Regions from separate parts of the Macaca mulatta genome. Here region 1 is linked to region 2. Evidence: chromatin contacts called from public Hi-C data. All regions are on one chromosome and are shown on one strand. The core of a region is the stretch at or near the end of the contact, and the rest is flanking DNA. Distances in the headings are between cores, read along the strand shown. Region 1 overlaps ARL8A (ADP ribosylation factor like GTPase 8A). Region 2 holds the start of SHISA4 (shisa family member 4).

Region 1 (2,700 bases), core at 137-2,636, 260 kb before region 2:
TGAAGCTAAGTGATTCTAGGGTACTTCCCAACTCCTAAGGAAAATGGGACATGCCCTCTTGGCTAAGGAGGTTGAAGGGGGGCCAGGGCTCTGTCCCCTGCCCTCTCCTGGCTGCAAGCTTGTCTGGGTTTGCCCTGGGCCTGGGATCCTGGGAGAGGACCAGCAATCTCACTCATCTGGGGCTGTTTCCAGGCCGAGGTGCCTTTCTAGATCCTGTGATCCTCAGTGAGGACTGAGGTTTGAGATAAGACACCTGGTTACCAGGAAGCAAGCGAGCATCCTCCTTCCAGAGTGCCGGCATGCAGCAGGTACTAATAAGACTTAAAGAATTTGTTCAAGGGCCAGGTGCAGTGGTTCATACCTGTAATCCCAGCACTTTGGGAGCCCAAGGTAGGAGAATCACTTGAGTCCGGGAGTTTGAGACCAGCCTGAACAAAATAGTGAGACCCTATCTCTACAAGTAATCAAAAATTAGCCAGGCGTGGTAGTGCACACCTGCAGTCCCAGCTACTCAGGAAGCTGAGGCAGGAGAATTGTGTGAGCCCAGGAAACAGAGGCTGTAATGAGCTATGATCACACCACAGCACTCAGCTTGAGTGACAGAGTGAGCTCCTGTTTCAAAAAATAAGTGTTCAGCCAGGCATGGTGGTACACACCTGTAGTCCCAGCTACTCAGGAGGCTGAGGCAGGAAGACTGCTTGAGCCCAGGAGTTCAAAGCCAGCCTGGGCAACATAGTAAGACCCCCCCAACTCTTAAAAAAAAAAAAAAACACACACACACACAACCTATTAAAGGTGAACAGGGAACAGACCATGAGTATAGGTAATTTGTCATGTTTGGGGCCCTTTGATGCCAAAACCTGGATGCATTTAAGAATCCCCTGGCCAAGCTTGCTCCATCACACTGGAGAATTGAATTCCCAAAGGGGAGGAAGGAATAAAAGGTTTGGGGCACTATGCAAAGTGCTTTATGTATCTTATCTCATTAAATGACCATACTCCTCTGTGAAGGACAGATTATTCCCATTTTGCAGATGAGGAAGCTGAGACTAGGTTTAAGTAATTGCACTCAGGTTCCAGGATAAGTGATGAGAAGGAGACTCCCAAGTGGAGCAGGGAGACGCAGTGGATTTCAGGCTCCCCTCATCCCCGTAACCTGGCATCAGGATCTGAGGGCTGGTCTGAAGTCTGCCCTTGGGTGAGCAAGCATGTCAGTGGCATCTCAGAGCATCCCAGCTCAAGTCCACCGCCCACCATGTGCCAACCCCCCCCCGCAAGCCTAGGACCCCGAAGCAACAAACCCTACATTGTTCCCCCAGCTGGCCCAGGCTGCGGGGACAGTGGCTCTTTCCCAAGACTGCTGGCCTGCTGACTGATTCTGCAAGCCATTCACATTGGCAGGCCTGGGAGGTGGCAGTGGCAGAGCCTTGGAGCCACGATCTCTCCCCCTTCATCTCTGAGTCGACCAACCAGCAGGAGGGAGAGGCGGAGGGCACCCTTTGTGGAGGAGGACTCCTAAACAGGATGTTGAGGGGTCTGCCTCCCCTGCCCTGGACTTCACCTCAGTTCACCCGGCCCCTTCCTGCATCCCTTAGGAAGCTGGTGGTGCCTCCAGGCCTGGCGGGGGGTGGAGAAGGAGTTGGGGAAATGGGGAGGAAATGGTCCCTAGGAGCTTCAGCGTGACAGGCCTGCCTTTGGTCCTCTCTCCAACCTGCTCCCCCAGCCATCTGAAGTTTCTACAGACAGAGCTGGGGACTTCAGTCACCGTGGCAACAGGTCTGCTGAGAAATGGGTGGGTGTCACTCCCCAGCACAAAGGGTGTGCGCATGGCGGCGCCATCACCTAGCAACGGCCTCCCTCTCTCTTGGCGGCATCACCCGCCCTGGGGGTGGGTGCCAGGGAGAGAGAACAAGGCCGTTAAGATCCCCAGGAGAGGGGGAGGGAAGCTTGGGTACAGGGCAGGCTGAGGCCAAGGAGTGTGGGTGGGTGGACAGAGGAGAATGGAGCCCCGGGTGCTCGGAACCCCTGCCTCTGCCCGTCCCTGGGCCCCCGGGACCCTTCCTGAGGCCTCGTGTGGAAGTTCTAGGTAGGCCTGGTGGGCAGAAGTCTGGCGGGACCCAGGACAGAGCTTCAGACAGGGGCGGCGGTTCTGAGGAAAGCTGAGCTCCCAGGCAGGGAGTGATTGGCAGCCTGGCTGAGGCATCACTTCTGTTTGATGCTGTGCCAGCTTCCCAGGGACCCACAAGGCTAATGGTGCCCTCTGGAAGGGCCCAGAGGTGGGGCTGGGGGAAGTGGGACTTCAAGGGCAAGACCCCACAGGAGGAGCTGCATGAAGCATCTGCTGGGGGCAGTGGGAGCTCTGGCGGGAAGGGTGGTGCAGTGGGGGCTGGGCCGGGGCAGGCCGGGGCAGGCAGCTGGGCCGTCTACAGGCAAAACAGTCCATTCTAAGAAACTGAACAAGAGCAGCTCTCAGAGTGACAAAGGTTGGGAAGTCCTGGGGCTCACAGAGGAAAGAGCACTGGCCTCCCTCCAAGGGGGGCTTTGTGGAGAGAGGGCATAGCAGAGACGAGGGCTCCAGGAGAGAGATTTTCCAGGCTTTTGACTTCCCAAGCAGCATGGGGTTTAGACCAGGATGAGGACTTAGGTCTCCCGGCTCCCCGAGCCCTCCATCCTCTCTGTCCCTCAAAAGCCATAAAACCC
Region 2 (2,700 bases), core at 10-2,509:
CCAGGTGTTAACCCTGAACCCTGCCTCCCCAGGACCTAGCAGGACCAAAGGGAGGGCTCCAGAAAGAACCTGGAAACCCCTGGCCCGGCCAAAGCCTATGAAGGTAACTAACATGCCTTTTCTGGAACTCCCAGGCACCAGCACCTAAGCACCTAGCTCTGCCGCCAAGCTGGAGTCCTGGTGACTCCATTCAGCTAAGAATGTGGAGGTCGAAATGGAGAGGAGGCAGGAGTCTGGGAGGGAGGAAGGGGAGGCCTCTGGAGAAAAGGATGGAGGAGGGGGTGAGAGTGGGGACGCAGGAACCCACCTGAAGGCCAGGCAGTGCTTCTGCTGCCTCTCGGTGATGAGCAAGGTCAGGTCCCTGCAGCAGTACCGATGGTAGCAGGTCCCGCAGCAGAAGGTGAAGAACTCGCAGTTAAACCCCGGATGCCAGGAGCCATTCCGGTCCAAGTACCATAGGCAGTCCTCGCCGGCCAGCGCTGCGGGCAGGGGTTGGGGGTGCCCAGTGGCCACCAGGCCAGTTCATCCCCGGCCGCCCTCGGCCCCACTGCCCCGGTGGTCCCCAGCCTGCTGGCTCCCGAACACTGAGGGTTGCCCCTTGTCTCCAACCTGAGGGTCTCAGCTCCGGAGCTCCAGAGGCCTCTGCCTGAAGCTGACCCTGCACCCCGGGGTCAGCCTCCCATGGTCCAGCATCCTGGCGCTCCCTCTTCCCGCTTCTTGAGGATCCAGCAACACCCAAGTCTCCCGTGGCAGCCTTGGATAAGCCTCGACCCCAAGCCCCTCGGATCGGCCCCTCCCCTTCCTCCGCCCCCATCCCACCCCATCCCACCCCATCCCACCCCGGCCGCATCACTCCCCATCCCCTTACCCAGGGGAGCCCCCAGCATCAACAGAGCGATTGCAGTGAGCGGCGCGGCCCGGCGGAGCCCCGCGGGTGGCATGGTGGGGGCTGGGCGCGGCCGGGGTCGGGCCTCCCAGAGAAGGGACCGCAGGACCAAGCCGGCTAGCTGGAGCTGCGGCGGGGCCCAGCCCGCGGCCAGGCTGGGGCTCCTCTTCCGCCTCCTCTGGGGGTGGGACTAAGCGCCCCGCCCGCGCTAATCCAGCCGGCGCGGCTCCGCGCAGCGCCCAGGAGTCCACCCACCAGCGACGCCCACCTAGCCTCTGGAGCTGGGTGCCCCTCACCCAGCAGAGCACTGCCCTGCTCCCCCTGTCCCCGGCTCCGCTGTGGTTCCTCCCGTCCGAGCCAACATGGGCACCGCGGGCAGTTGGGCACTGCGGCCAGGGAAGTCTGGCTGTGTCCTGGACCCGCCCCCGGCCTGGGCCCAATCAGTATGCTGGACTCCAGAAGCCCTGATCCTGGTGCCACCTCCGAATGCCCAGACACATGGGCCAACCCTGGAGGGGCAGGGCTGGACCTTCCCTTGTTGGGGACCTCCTCTGCCGCGTCCAGCCTGGGACATCCTGTGGGGGGCTGAGAGGGAAAGAGGCTGGATGTCACCCCGCCCCCATTCCCAGAACACAAGCACTCATTGAGAGGCATTCAGAGTGGCTTTGTCCCCAGCGGTGCCCACAGGCCTGGACCCTGCCAGCTGCACTGGCTCCCTACGATGGACCCTTCCCCCTTCAAGTGGACAGGGCTGTCATGCACAAGCCCATGGCTTCACTAGCAGGGAAGGCAGGCTGCTGGGGCCACCCGGGGCCCATCCAGTTATACACTCTTCACAGAGCAAGCCGGTACTGCAATAGCCACCGGAGCATAGGGAGGTCAACAGTTAATTTCAGGTGGGCAACAGTTAATTCCAGGTGGAGACAGCGTTTTAGGGTGGGAGAGGTCAATCAGTCTTTGCAGGTTTATACTGAGTGCCAGTGACTATGCCCCATGGTACATGAGGTACCCTCCGAGGAACTGCAAATTAAGCCAGGGAGATCATCAAAAGCCTACCTTAATCCCCTGCCATGTACACCCTTTACACGCACGTCCAGGCTTCCACATCTACCTCACTGGAATCTTTCCACAACTCTATTAACTAAGCAAGGTTGGTCGGTGTTATCAATCCCATTTCACAGACAGAGAAACTAGGACTCATGGAGGTTAAAGAACTTGTTCAAGGTAATACAGCCAGTAAATGGCAGAGGCATCAGGAAGACCCAAATCTAAATCAGGGTTGATCCCCAGCCACAACAGCAGACTGTGCAGACAGCGAGTATTTCTTGTGTTCTGGAGTGACAGAATCAGGGCAGGTCCATGGAAGGCCCAGTAGAATCTTAGTAGGTTAGGGAAGAACAGCTGGAAGAGGAGCTATCCCATCCTGGGTCCCTGTGGGTGCTGGCACACCTACCCAAGAGAGCTGGAATAGGAGAGGATAGGCTCCTGCCCCAGAAAATTGCTGGTAGCCTGATGGGCAAGAGTATGTCCTCACGCAGGACACAGTCATAAATGCAGCAGCAGGGACAGAGAGATGCCTCTGAATCCAGCACCACCTACTCAGTGTGCTCATTGCCATCCATCTCCTCTTTCCTACACTAAAAGCTCCATGACTGCAGGGACCACGTGGCTGTGTTCACTGTTGCCATCCAGCCCTAGCCATTGGTGCTGTCATTGTTGGAATCATCCTCAGATGAAGGGGTGTTTTTCCTGCCCAGGGCTGACTCTCCCATGTGTACCCTTGACCCCTGCTGATCTGTCTCTTCATTATCCCA

What was found. Hi-C and Micro-C count contacts between places; a contact is called where the count stands out from the background.
Region 1: a Hi-C map of fetal cortex germinal zone shows a contact between it and region 2, with 3 times the contacts expected there. The contact joins the enhancer-like site here to the promoter of SHISA4 in region 2. A contact is called at or near these places in 5 of 14 Hi-C or Micro-C datasets (CD4 T cells, cortical neurons, fetal cortex germinal zone and 2 more).

The regions. Positions count from the first base shown.
Region 1 is chr1:59,798,262-59,800,961 of T2T-MMU8v2.0, reverse strand. ARL8A (ADP ribosylation factor like GTPase 8A) reads left to right here. Exons shown (of 6, transcript XM_078002961.1): 6 at 1-2,700. Among named protein-coding and RNA genes, the nearest start is that of GPR37L1, 8.5 kb to the right of the region's middle. Within about 2 kb of position 1,386, at least 15 of the 40 cell types and tissues checked have an H3K27ac peak or open chromatin away from gene starts, as enhancers often do. A contact at or near this core is called in cortical neurons and fetal cortex germinal zone, where this site is marked.
Region 2 is chr1:59,542,651-59,545,350 of T2T-MMU8v2.0, reverse strand. SHISA4 (shisa family member 4) reads right to left here and starts at 1,259. Exons shown (of 5, transcript XR_013417583.1): 1 at 610-1,259; 2 at 308-479.